Linked DNA regions of Arachis hypogaea: region 1 is linked to region 2. A link is a contact called in public Hi-C data. All regions are on one chromosome and are shown on one strand. Each heading gives the region's core, a stretch centred on a gene start, on an enhancer-like site or on the middle of the called end of the contact. The rest is flanking DNA. Distances are from core to core; before and after follow the strand shown. Region 1 has its middle 9.5 kb from the start of LOC112775195. Region 2 holds the start of LOC112775377 (probable serine/threonine protein phosphatase 2A regulatory subunit B''delta).

The links. A called contact is a pair of places that touch in the nucleus more often than the background predicts.
Region 1: a contact with region 2 is called in a Hi-C map of leaf, with 4 times the contacts expected there. The contact joins the enhancer-like site here to the promoter of LOC112775377 in region 2. A contact is called at or near these places in 4 of 8 Hi-C or Micro-C datasets (leaf and an unstated tissue).

The regions. Positions count from the first base shown.
Region 1 is chr19:55,677,225-55,684,191 of arahy.Tifrunner.gnm2.J5K5, reverse strand. No RefSeq gene overlaps it. Among protein-coding and RNA genes, the nearest start is that of LOC112775195, 9.5 kb to the left of the region's middle. Within about 2 kb of position 1,256, at least 2 of the 3 cell types and tissues checked have open chromatin away from gene starts, as enhancers often do.
Region 2 is chr19:54,994,769-55,001,489 of arahy.Tifrunner.gnm2.J5K5, reverse strand. LOC112775377 (probable serine/threonine protein phosphatase 2A regulatory subunit B''delta) reads right to left here and starts at 5,066. Exons shown (of 14, transcript XR_003189533.3): 1 at 4,335-5,066; 2 at 3,177-3,416; 3 at 2,311-2,416; 4 at 2,043-2,139; 5 at 695-800; 6 at 418-508.

The DNA.
Region 1 (6,967 bases), core at 7-2,506, 690 kb before region 2:
AAAGTGGTGTTTATTTATTAAAAAAGGTTAAAAATTAATATTTAATTTAAAAGATATAAAAATAAATTATTTTTAAAAATTCAAAATTTACCACAAAATGTAAGTTAGGCAAAAGTTAGACAACAATTGATAGGTACCATAGAATTGGCCTAAACAATTTTAAAAGTCTAAACTTATATAAACCAGATTTAGACTCATAAATTAGTCTAATTAGATATATCAGGTCTGTCTAGACATGTTAGAATATAAATAAATAAACAAATAATTTTTTCATAATTAAAAAAGTTGTTAAATTTTTTATGGAATAAACTATTAAAATCATCCCCAATTTTTTAATAGATTGATAAAAATACCTTCCAGTTTTGTTAATGACAAAAATATCATCAAAACATTTTAAAATGTGACAAAAATATCCAATATCAAATATTTATTGTCAAAAAGTGCTTAAAAGATTGGATTTTGATCCGATTTTTTGTAAACATGATCAGAAAAATGAGAATTTTAATCTTAAAATTGGATAATTTCACACGAAATATTTTTTTTTTTTTTTGCAATTTTTTATCAATGACAAAATACTTCTAAAAAATGAAATAAAAAATTTAGAGATCGAATTTTTATCTTTTTTATGTAATTTTTATATATTTATCCAAATATTCTTACAAAATTTTGAATAAAATATATCAGTGATTTATCAAATACAAAAGCTGTTTGCTATTATAAAGAATAGTTTTAATTATTTTTGACACGTTTTATAATGTTGAGGATATTTTTATCGTTATCAAAAGTGAGCATTATTTTTGTCAACATTTCTAAAATTCAAAGGTGATTTTGATAGTTTATCTTTTTTAAATTTTCATATTTTATTATAAATATTTTTGTATATTTTAAATACTTTAAAATTTAAATATTGTTGTAAACATTGAATTTGGTATATTGGATAAGAGTAATATTTTTATAACTTTCTTTTAATTATTTTTTTATAACAGGAAAAATATCATTATTTTTGAGATTTTAGATTAAGTCAGAGTTAATAACAAACCAAATTTAGTACCTAAAAAAAAATGCCACAAACCATAAGCCAAAGCCTTTTTATTTTAGCTGCAGGCCGAACTTTATCTTGGTCTAGACAACTTAAACCAATTAATTATGTTACATGCCCGGCCTGTTTTCCTCACTTGACTGGATCTAATTGGGTTTCCGACAATGAATATCCCATCGCTAACCAACATCTTCAATCGCGATTATTTTTGAAAACATATTATCTAAGGTGTTCAATTCAGGTTAGAAAAAATAACAAACCAACATGAGAATGGATTTAAACCTTGGGCTTATACGTCCAAAAAGAAAACCCTGAATTTATGACCAGGAAGGAAAAAAAATTCCTACGGCTAGAATAAAGACCCTAATTCTCTTAGAATTTAGCAAGGTGGCGAGAACTGGACCGGTCATTAAATCGGTCGAGTAACTGGTTTAATGGTTTAATAGTCCAACCGTAATTGAACCGTGGTCGAACCGATTTAGTTAAATATAAAATAAAATTATTAAAAATACAATATACTACAACCATAAATTTAAGAATACATCATATTTAGTTTCACAATGTGAATTCTATATTCTGTAATTTCTTCTAAATTTTTTCAATCATTCATATAATAATAAAATTTAAAATTTCATAACCTACCCACTAACTAAACTATATCTCATCTCATCATTAAAATTCTATATTCAAATTCAAAGATTACAATTTATAACTAAAAGAAATCATGGCAGAAAATACTATATCCATATTCAATCAACAATCACCAACAATCAATAATAATATCAATAATTACTTAATTAGACAAAACTCACTCAATTAATGCCAAATTACCAATTAAAAATAACTATGGACCGATCTCAACAGCAACATTTTCTCAAGATGTGCAAAACAAACTATCCCCTGCCCCCCTTAAAACCCAACTTCATATTTCAGCCATTACAGCAAAATAAAAACCTCAGCCATTACAGCAAAACTCAGAATTACAGCAATTCAAAATCCAAAATTATATCAATTTTATTCCGCATTATAAAATTATACCAAAATTCAATTCAGCATTCAAAATCCAGGATCTGAAATTATATCAAAATTAGGAGGATAATTAAAAAAATACATTACAGAATATAGAATTCCACAATGTGATCACTAGTTTTCAACATTTATTCTCTATACTCTGTTACCACGGTATTCCATTAACAAAAACATGGAGAAGATTACGAATTACCATACACAATGTAGTGCAACAATGCATCATAGCACTATTAACTGATAATTAAAAAAATCAGCAACAAACAAGTGAAGCAACTCAGAAATCAGAATAAATAAAATTAACAAATAATCAAGGACTCATTTCACACACAACAGAGGAAACAAATAAAAAACCAAAGTGAAAAAGGGAGAAAATCAGTGAAAAAAAGAAGACTACAAAGAAGATGTTGAGGAACAACGAGGATTGAAGAACTCACGGCGACGGCGAAGAGTCCAATTCGGCACGGGTACGTTCGCACTTCGCAGAGCGTGGTGCTCGACACACAGAGAGAGATAGATGGCTCGAAGACAGAGGCATTTTGACGACGAGAAAGAGGCGGCCGATGACGGTGAGGACAGAGGCGGGCTTTACGACGAGCACAAAGACAGTGAGGAGAAGAGTGGTGGCGGCTGAGAGTGAGAGTGAGAGAGACACTGAAACAACGAGAAGAAGCCATGCACATCAACTCAAACACAACTCCACTGCCTCCTTCCTCTGCCGCTTTCGAGGGCTCCGCTCATTCTTCCGCTCCTCTCCAAAGCTGGCACCTTTGAGATTAGGGATTTTGCCAGTTGAGAGTGAGACTGAGACTGAGACTGAGAATGAGCGAGAAGGGAGAGGGGCATTTGGGAGTCTTCACGCGTTTCCTTTTTTTTGAAAAAAAAAAAAAACAAAACGGCACCATTTTGATGTGAATGAGAGAACCGGCCTTCAAAAAATCGACTGGTTCAACCGGTTCATCGGTTAATTACTGGTTTGACCGATTTTTTATCGGTTTTTTACAGACAGGTTTTAGGCATTAACCGGACCGGTTAACTGACTGGTTCTGGTTAATTCAGTTGAACCGGCCGGTCCGGTCTGATTTTTAGAATATTGTAATTTAGTGTTGGTTACTTTGTTTTGTTTTGTTAGTTTATGAAGCTTTAAATTTTGAGTTTCCATTAATGAAATTTACGTTTTGAGTTTTATATATGCTTGTTTAGTTTGTTAGTATTTATTTCTTGCTTTGATTAGTTATTGATTTTATTAACTCTTGCAATTGATCATATTTTATCTTCATACCTTTTAAGTATTCGATAAAATGTCTCACTTAGCTATTGAATAGTTTTTTCTCATTCTTGGCTTGGAATTGAGAACTTAGGTGACCTTGAGTCATTGATGTCTAATATTGATTGGTGATTTAGGATTGTTAGTTAATTTGATTTCCACTAATGCTAATCTATCACTAAACTAATTAGTGAGTTGGTTATGATTTCTGAATTAAGATTAATTATATCTACTTGACTTTTCTCAATGTGTAGACGTTGACTAAGTGGGATTAACTCTTCATAATTGCCATGTTTGTGGTTAATGACTCGGATAGAAATCTTGACTCTCAACTCTTGCCAAAACCTTTTTGCTAATGGAATTTCCTTTCTTTTTTATTTTACTTGCTTTGCGTTTAATTGCCTTTTCTTTACTTTCTTGTCTTTTAAATTCTTGTTTATTATTACTAACCCCCCATTTTTCATAGCCAATGATACGTACACCCGATTACAATTCTGTGGGAGAATGACCCGAGATTTAAAACTCCCGGTTATTTATTTTGATTTATGACAATCTTTATTTAAACTTTGATAGGGTTATTTGCTGGATTAGGACTATGCTTGCAACAAAATTTGAGTTTTATAACTTGTGAAATTCTAAACTGGTATCTAGCCCTCATCGAATTTTTGGCGCCGTTGTCGGGGAGTTGCAAATGTGTGTCATAATATTGGCTATTGTGAATATGTGAATATTGTAAATAATTTGCTTTTTGGTTGTTTTCTTGTTTTCGCTAGTAGATGGGAGTTTGTTTTTCTTTGCTTTTTAATTTTCTTTGTTTTTATTTTCTCTTTTTCATATGAATTTTGATCCTTGTGGCTTTGAGTATGGTTTTGGTTATGTTGTAGAAAATGGCAATTTCAATGACAGGTTGCACCAAGAAGTGAAAAATCAATTCAGGGGGTGGAGGGTGCTTACACTCAAGATCAACCTTCATGGCATCAACCTCCTCCACTCCAGTATGATCATAATCCTCCCTATGATACATACCCACCTAATGGATATGGTGGCCCTTGCAATGATTATAAACTTCAACCACCATACTCCAATAGACCCATCCTCAACATTGTCCTCAACCACAATACCCTCAAACCACGCCCCACTACCACCAACCATCTCTATGGGAACTAAATCCAAATGCTTATCCACCGTATCACCAACCCTATGAGCCATACATAGAACCACCGCCATTCTAACACCTATAATCCCAAGAACCCATTGAATCACTACCTCCATACACACTACCTCAATATTCTCACCAATATAAACCACCTTCCATATGTGAAGACATTATCCCAAATGATGAACCCCCCTTTTCTCCATAACCCTCAATGGAGAAAGTACTCCAAGTATTTCTCCAAGAGCAAGAAGAAGTTCAAAAGAGGCAAGAAAACATCATGGCTATTGGCTATCTTAGCCAAAGATTTATCTCGCTTAGCCTCACTACGCTCTTGCAACAATCAAAGCACTTCCGTGGATGAAATATTAAGAATAAACTTCAATTGAAAAGTGCGGGGTGGGAGAGAGCTTAGAACCTCAAGCTAAAGGAGAAGAATTGAGGCCTGAGTTGCTACAAACAGAGGATAAGGGCATTGAATTGAAAGGTGCGGTTAAGGTTTTTGGGAGAGTTGAGCAAGAAATAGACTCCATTATTGAAGACATTTGCACACCACCTAATGACCCCGTTGAGCTTGTTGAACCTTCTTCTGTTGGGTATGAAAGCGGTGTTGAGGAGGAATGTGCACAACCTCCAAGACACGACTTGAGCAAGGAAGTATATGTGGAAGAAGTCAGCAACCAAAAGGTGGAATTCATCGTGCAAGAATCCAAGAGAGTGACACCGTTCTGAGTGCAAATGGAGTAGGTAAAAATCTCTTCCGTGAACTTCATCGGCCTATATCAATATTCTCTCTTAGAGATGAATTACCAACTTATAATTCTTCTTTGGATGTTAAATGGTGGAGCAATGAATGTTGGTATTTTTTGAAAGCTTGGTGCGCATAAGTTGGGATTCCGGAGACCATTGGAAGTCCAAGCGTTGTGAAAATTCAAGGAAGAATTCAAGTATAAGCCGCCTTGACAAGAGTCTCATTACCTGTCCAACTTAAGGACGTTAAAAAAAAGTGCTAGGTAGGAGATGCCATGGTAACATCTTTCTAACTCCCTTATCTCTTTTAGCAATTTTTACGATTCTTGCTTTTCTTGGTTAGCTTATTTTAGTAGATTTATAATGTCAATTTAGTATATATATGTTAGAATTGGTCTTGGAGGTTAGAAAACCATATGAAATATCACGTTTGGTGACTTAAGAGTCCCATATTCTTTCAAAATAAGGTCTTATGTGTAGGCACATTGCTGTCCGTACGCACAGCATTTTCTAAGCCCTCTAGTTTGAGCGTACGCACACTATTGTGCATACACATCCCAAAGATTCATCTCTCTGGTGCGTGCCTACGCACCCAATTGTGCATACGCACTTATGAAAAAATTCTTTTGTGCATCCGCACCCTTGAATTCAAACTCTCTGGTCCTTGCCCGTGCACAGCAAGCATACGCACCTTTACCCCTCTTTCATTCATCTTGTGCGTATGCACCATATCATGCGTATGCATGACCTCGCGAATTGCCTTGAAGGGTTTAAAGAAAACCTTAGCCACACACGCAATTAGGGGTGGCAGGCGGGGAAGCCCGCGTCGCCCCGCCTATTGAGGCGTTCCCGAAATCCTAGTCTACCCCGCCTAATGGCGGGCTGGCGGGCTAAGCCTGCCTAAACTCTTTTTTTTTAATAATATTTGTAAGGGCATATCTTCTGTTTAAATCAATATTAAATATAAATAGTCTCCAAAATAAATAAACATAATCCAAAATACAAAAATATAATTATAAATAGTCCCATAGACAAAATAAATATAATCCAAAATCCAAAAACATAATTATAAATAGTCTCCAAAGCAAAATAAATATAATTCAAAACACTTAATTTTCATCTTCATCTTCACGTAAGTCAATAACATCATTGGAACCAACTCCTGAAGAATAGCCTTCTCCTTTTGCAATATCTTCCTCATCTAAATCTTCCTCTAGAAAAAAGTAAATAAATATATTAGAAAAATAATACATAATAATGTTCAAAATCACTCAAGTATGTATGTCATAAATATAATTATACCATAATCATCATATCCACGTATCCAATTTCGAGTACAAATCATAGTTTCAACATTATCTGGCAATAAACGACTTCTATACTTATTCAAAAAATGAGAACCCATGCTAAATGCAGATTCTGAAGCCACGGTAGTAATAGGAATGCTCAACAAATCTCGTGCCATTAGTGATAGTGTTAGAAAACGATGATAGTTGTCTTTCCACCATTACAAAACATCTACGATTGCATCATTGCAAAATAATGTTGCCTCACTCAAATAAATATTAAGTTAGTTCTTTCCACTTTTCACTTCAGCTTCTTGATTATAGGACATCAAATTCTTTGCATTGCAAACAATATATAACGCAAAAAACATGAACAATAAAAAATACATATAACCAAGTAGAGTGAATATAAGATAAAAATACTTACACCAACAATTTTAATAAGC
Region 2 (6,721 bases), core at 3,817-6,316:
ATTGTGGTAGTGTGGTCTAAATTGTAGTTAAACTTTAGGACTTTTTTCCGCAAATGACACATGACATGGAGTGCTCCATTTTTCCAGTTAGCTTGAATACTATGATAGTATCATTTACATCATCTTTAATTTCCCCATCATTTTCTCTGGGGGCCCTAGACCCTAAAGCATGTGATGTTTTGCAACATATGGTCTCCAATTTTCATTTCCAAGCTAGAATATGCCCCCCTTAGGGGACATCCAATGATCTAATTGTCAGAAATGACGAATGTGCCACAAAATACCATCTAGAATCAGAGAGATCACATCCTTGACATTTCTCTTGATGAATAATGATATTAATGAATAGCAAGTGAAATAGATTTCCATGTGAAAATTATGTTTTTCAGGAACAAAGTATGCAAAAATAATACAAACCATATCTCTCTTGAAACTCCGGTGTGCTTTGTAGGAACTCCAGCCCTGGATGTGTTGCTAAAAGCTCACGTAGTACAGGCTTAAAATCATCCTGACATGTTTAAAGATGTTTTAGTGAAGGAAACAAAGTGTGGATCATAAAAAAATATTCAAGCATTATACATGGAACGAACAAATAACATATTCTGATAAATATTTAAAGACTGATCACTGTATGGAGGAGGTAAATGATACTAAATGAAATGATAAGTAGACAAAAATATATAGAATCAAAAACCTGAGTAAGGTACTTCAGATGTGGTTGCTTTAAAATTGTGAATATTTGAGTTGCTATATCCATTGTCAACAAGTTGCCATTAATCCAATAATCAATAAATGCTTCCCTACAGGAATATCAAATCAAGGAATTAAACAAGTACTAGGACATACTACAAAATAATAATAAACGAAAACCAGTAATTCACCAATAACTCCCTACGTGAAGAGCAAGGAGAGAATCCAACCCATATTTAATACTTCAATAAGGCAAAATTTCAGACAAATTTAATCAGCACAGGATCTGGTGCCAAAACATGAAGATTTATGTTTGCGAAAGGAGAAAAGATTCTGCAGGAAGCATTCTTAACACATGAGCAGGACACCACAAAACATACTGCCCCACTATAAATGACAGTTTGACAAGTAGATTTCTTGTTTAGTGACAAAAATAATGACTAGCACTTTTCAGATAAATACTGTATTAACTTTTTAGTGTATGATCTCATTGTTGACTTTTTCATCTCTTCCCCTTGGTGTCTCCTTAATTTTGGTTCCTCTGGCTCAGCCCTTGACAGTGCGATGTCAGATGCATAATGCATTGTACATAATATATATAAATAAAGGATAAAAAATCCTGAATATTAAGCAGGAGATGATTTAGGAAAAAGAAACAAGTTCTATATGACCCAATTTAGTACTAGAAACAAAAGCAATCAGCAATCAAAGATATGGAGAAAGAAATCATAATTCAATCTTCATATGTTGATGGAAATTTTGACAATACTTCAATAACAATTTGTTAGGGACTTGTGTATTATGGGTGCTCAAAGTCTCACATCGAGAGTATGGGATGCTTGATGTTGTATATAAGGAGAGTGGTTCTTATAGTATCTAAGGAAAGTGGGAAACCACACCTTAAAAGCTAGCTTTCTTAAAGGGGAAGAACCACTCTCCTTATATACAACATCAAGCATCCCATACTACTCGATGTGGGACTTTGAGCACCCATAATACCCAAGTCCCTAACACAATTTCAAATGCAAATCTCAATACATAGGGAACAATTTCATCTTTTGAAAAGAAAACTGGGGATTGGATAATGTAGTCAAGAAGCAAGCAAATGGTTGAACTCTCCGTTTGATATACCAGTGAAAGAAAGTCCCACAAATGATTTTACAAAAAGAAATAATGCAATAATCTAGAGCACAATTATGAATAATCTTTCTGAATGACCCAATGATTCTAAAGCTACTCAGGATCTAGACAACAATCAATGAAGTGACCAACAGCTCAAACAAGATTCACCAAACATTGCACAACAAAATTTACAGCCACAACTAGTGTTTCCAGATTAATGAAATACACACCTTGTCACAACACCAGTTCCGTTGTCAATCTTTCTGAAAAGTGAAGTTGAAAAGAAAGATGGCAGCTTGCATACTTCCTTGGTAAGTAATTTGAATTCTGGCATGGCAAGTATAACAAATATGTTAATTTTTGCTCAACTTCAAGAGAGGTGAGTGTGATTACTTAGGAAACCAGAATGTCAAACTTATTTCAAAACTTTTTCGGTTTTTCCCAGTTACAACACTGCTCCCTTCAGGCTATCTTCTACTTATAAACATGATATCTCACCATGCATCTGCAGGCCATCCAAGTGATCATGGAATAACTGATCAATTCTTAACATGCATTGTTCTTTCAGTTCATTTGGAGGAGGACGTCCATGTTGAAAGTAGAACTGCAAGCATATATTTAGGTTACAAGCATAAACACAGAAGGAAAAAAGAAAATAATAAATGAGCCAATCACATGCAACAGAAATGTAGCACCAACTAAAATATTAACAGAACTCAACAGTGCATCTTTAAATGACTAATTATATTACTTGCTGTGTATTCGCAGGGTTTTGGGAAGCATTGGGTATTTCCCAACTTTGGAACAGCTTCATACAAATAAGTAACAGGCTTTATAACAATAATGAGGCCCGAGTATTGTGGCAATGTGTAGTTTATGCAATCCTTTAGGGTTTGGCTTGAATGCAATGCTCCTTTATTTAAAGGTGTCTGTCTGTCCATCAATTTGCTAGGGGACTATGGGATAAGACTGTATGTATGGCCTCTATTTGTGGTTCTGATAATGGTTGTTGCAGAAAGTTGCCATGTTGCATAAGAAATGGGATAGGGCAACTTGGCCTGCTTTTTTTCCCTTATTATTCCATGTGACGTTTTCATTTTAGGAGGACATCATATCCTCTGGAATTTAGATCATTTAAAGTGACCATTCTTCTAGCACAGAAAAGCAAAGGATTGACTATCCTTGAATCAATAACTTCCATTGTGTATAGGTTCTAGTAAACGATCCAATGGTAGTTAGATCCCACTTCACTTTACAAGCATGCTCACTTCACATGATCCAAATCCTATCCTCTTTTAGATGTACTCTCGCTTCCTCTGTTTCTAATAAATTTTACTTAAGAAAATGTATTAGATTTGCCAGACCTGAGGTATCACTTCTTTAACTGGCTCACTGACAACTTTCAAAGGGGAGCTCAAATTGGAAGGGCCAGCTCTTTGTTTCACTATGCGAGGGGAACCAGATGAACTTCTTGGTGAAAGAGGCGGAGCAGTGCCAGCAGGGAACATGGAAGGCAACGAATTACTTGAAGCATTTGGACTAGAGCAATTTCCAGTGACGTTCAAAGGAGCACCTGACTTTGCTTCATTGAGCAGTGATGTTACCTACACATTTAGCAACCCAGATGTGATTCCAATATAAAACCTACACTAGTTATATTGTGTAGAGTCTTCAAGGAGAAATACTTAAACCATAGACTAAAATAGCAATTCAGCCCCAGAAAGATTTGCAACATCAATTTAATCTTAAAAAGATAAGCAAGATACCGGTTTAGTCCCTAGAAGAAATTTGTGGGCATCAACTTAGTCCCTCAAAGATATATGTGACATTCATTTGGCCCTTAAAATATACATTGGACATCAATTTTATCCTTGAAAGATGCATGATACTTATCACTTATTTGACGTCACATATATCTATCAAGGACTCAAGATGTTACATGTATCTTTCAGGGAATGAAGATGTCACAAATCTTTTATGGACCAAACTGACGTCACATGTATTTTTAAGGATTAAATTGATGACACAAAATCTTTCAAGAACTAAAAGGTTGTCAAGTGTATCATTGTCAATTAGTAGTTTGTATTGTATATTTGGATTACCAACATGAGCTTACTCATATAGCTTAGGAGATGGTAAATCCTACCACGTCAATAGGAACAAACAAGCATATAAAAAATGATATGATTCTCACAGGGTAGGATCTGTGCAACGCTATAAAAACCTTTGGTTTATCTTTAATGGCAGAAATTTTTAGGCTGAAGCGGTCAAGTGGCAACATCATTCCCCTTTTTGGTTAATCCCAATCACTCAAGCACCTCATCTTTCTCACAATCCTTCGCCAACCAAACAACCATGAGTAAAGAACTATTAAATCAGATCATTCATTCTTCACGCCATTCATGAAAATATATAACACATATAACCCAAAAAAAAGGGACAGAACAAAAGCTAAGAGACTGATTCAAGAAACCCGGCAATGCAGCAAAGACGCCAATTCGGAAACTGATAAAGGCGCATACCAGTCGATTGCTGTCTGGAAGAGAAAGCCACTGGTCGAAGAGCTTCTCGACGAAATTGAGGTTAGACTTGAGTGCCAATCCGGAAAGCTCCGGTAGCTGCAACAGCTCGACGTCCAACGACGCCGCATCGACGACCACCTCCATGCTCATCTCTCATTCACCAGAACACAAAACTGTCACACCACAAAGATAGATCAAAATCACACCGACTCTTTCAATCAAAATTCTTCTTTTACAATTCTTTCGAGACTGTAGCGAGCTGAATTTCAATGGGTTTGAATCGAAGAACGTGTAAACGATTGGATGATTGAATGCGGTTGAGGAGCTGCGGGATTCAGCGGAAACCCTAGATCTTTGTGGCGTTGGAAATTGGAATCAAATCAATTAGTCAATTAGCAGTGTGAATTGATATAAAATACGGTGACGGTGATCTGAGGACGGAAAATGAAGGAAAGTGAGAGAGAAATTGAATAGTTGGTGGAAAAAAAAATTGTGCTTGAGAAGAGATCCAAGCGATTTTGGAGGGAGAAAGGAGAAATAATTTAGCAAACTGGGTAGGAAAAAAAAAAAGAGAAAAAAAAAAGTTTCGGAGAAGCACTAGTGGATCACTTCTATAATTTCTAATTAGAAATTAGTCCAGGAAGATAGAAAATAGAGATTTGAGAGGAATAGTGGAAACAGTGACACGTGGTCATGGACCATGAAAAAAAAAATCGATTTTTTCTACTAATCAGGTCCTATAGCTACATGGTGGGGAGATTATATTGTGCCGAAGGGTGTTCTTTTCTTTAGGTATTAGGTGTTGAAGCTACGTATTAAGTATAACATTTTTATTTATTTTTTATTACTAGAATGTTATATTTTTTAGGGGTCTGCTACACATACAAGCAAAGAGGCTCTACAAGTTTTACAAGTTTCCAGTCCACACTTCATTCACACGCGCACTCATCTCTCTTTGAATGGAACGTAAACTACACGCGCCCCACTCAACGATTGCTCTTCGTAAAATAGCGCTCCTTAATGGCGCACTCTTCCACTTCTCCAAGTCCTTCGAAGAAAACACAAACCGTCCGTTTTCGAGCAACATTCCAAACTGCAGAGATAGGACTCGTCGCGAAGATTAGAACTCTCCATCAACACAACATAGAACTCTCGATCAACAATCTCCAGAAAAAACGAAGTTATAATACTCAAGGTACGTTACGTTACTATTTTACTCATATTGTATATTTTCCACATTTCAAAAACGAAGAACTAGGTTTTATTATTCTTCTACGTTCTTCTAGGTTTTACTGTTCTTCTTGTTCTAGGTCTCATTTTACAGTTTTTAATGTTCTACTTGTTCTAGGTTTTATTGTTATTCTTGCTTCTAGGTTATTCTGTTCTTCTTAGTTGTTCTAGGTGTTACTGTTCTTGTTGTTCTAGTTCTTCTGGTAACTGATTTTTGGGAGTATATTGCGTGATTTGGTGGGTGTATATTGAGTATTTTGTTGGGTGTATATAGCATAATTTGTTGGGTGTATATTTCTGAACTGATATACTGTAATATAGTCAACAGTTGCAACTGTTCTAATATTTGCTTGTCCATGGGTGTATATTGCTTGACCTTGTAATGTTGCTTGACCTTGTATATTAATCCATGTTTGAGTGATATCTGACTGATATCTATGGGTGTATCTGACTCATATCTATAGGTGTATCTTACTGATATCTATGGGTGTATTTTTAATTTCAGAAAAAATGGCAGGCAGAAACCAAGCTGAAAAAAATGTAAGAACAAATATATGTCTTAGATGAAATCAGTTTTATATAATAGAAATATATCTGACTATAATTTTGCTTTGTTTACAGCAAATCAAAGACCTTAAGTGTGCAACACATTTGTTAAGTGAGAAATTCAGAAACATGAGCGAGGAGAAGAAAACAATTGTTAGGGATTTGGGATTTGGTGGCCTGATGCACATCCCGCCGCTAAGGGTGCATCACCAAATTGTCAGATAGATTCTAAGGATATTGACACTGATTAATGTAAATATTATATAGTCCTGTAACAAATTGAACACATGCTGTAAAAATTTTTCAATTATAATCCAGTTTATTGTAAAATTTCTTTCAATAATTAAACTCTCTCTGCTGTATTCAAAATGTATGAATTACAGGTACTATAATATGAAGGAAAACATCAAACCAAATATACACTCATAACCTGCCATTTTTTACACCCAAAGAAAGTTGAATATACACCCAAAAATCTATCCCCCTGATGCTTTATCCCTAAAACCCTGAACCTTAAACACTTAAAACCTAAACCTTAACCCCTAACCTGTAAACCCTAAAACCTAAACCGTAAACCCTAAAACCCTAAATCCTAATACCTAAAACCCTTA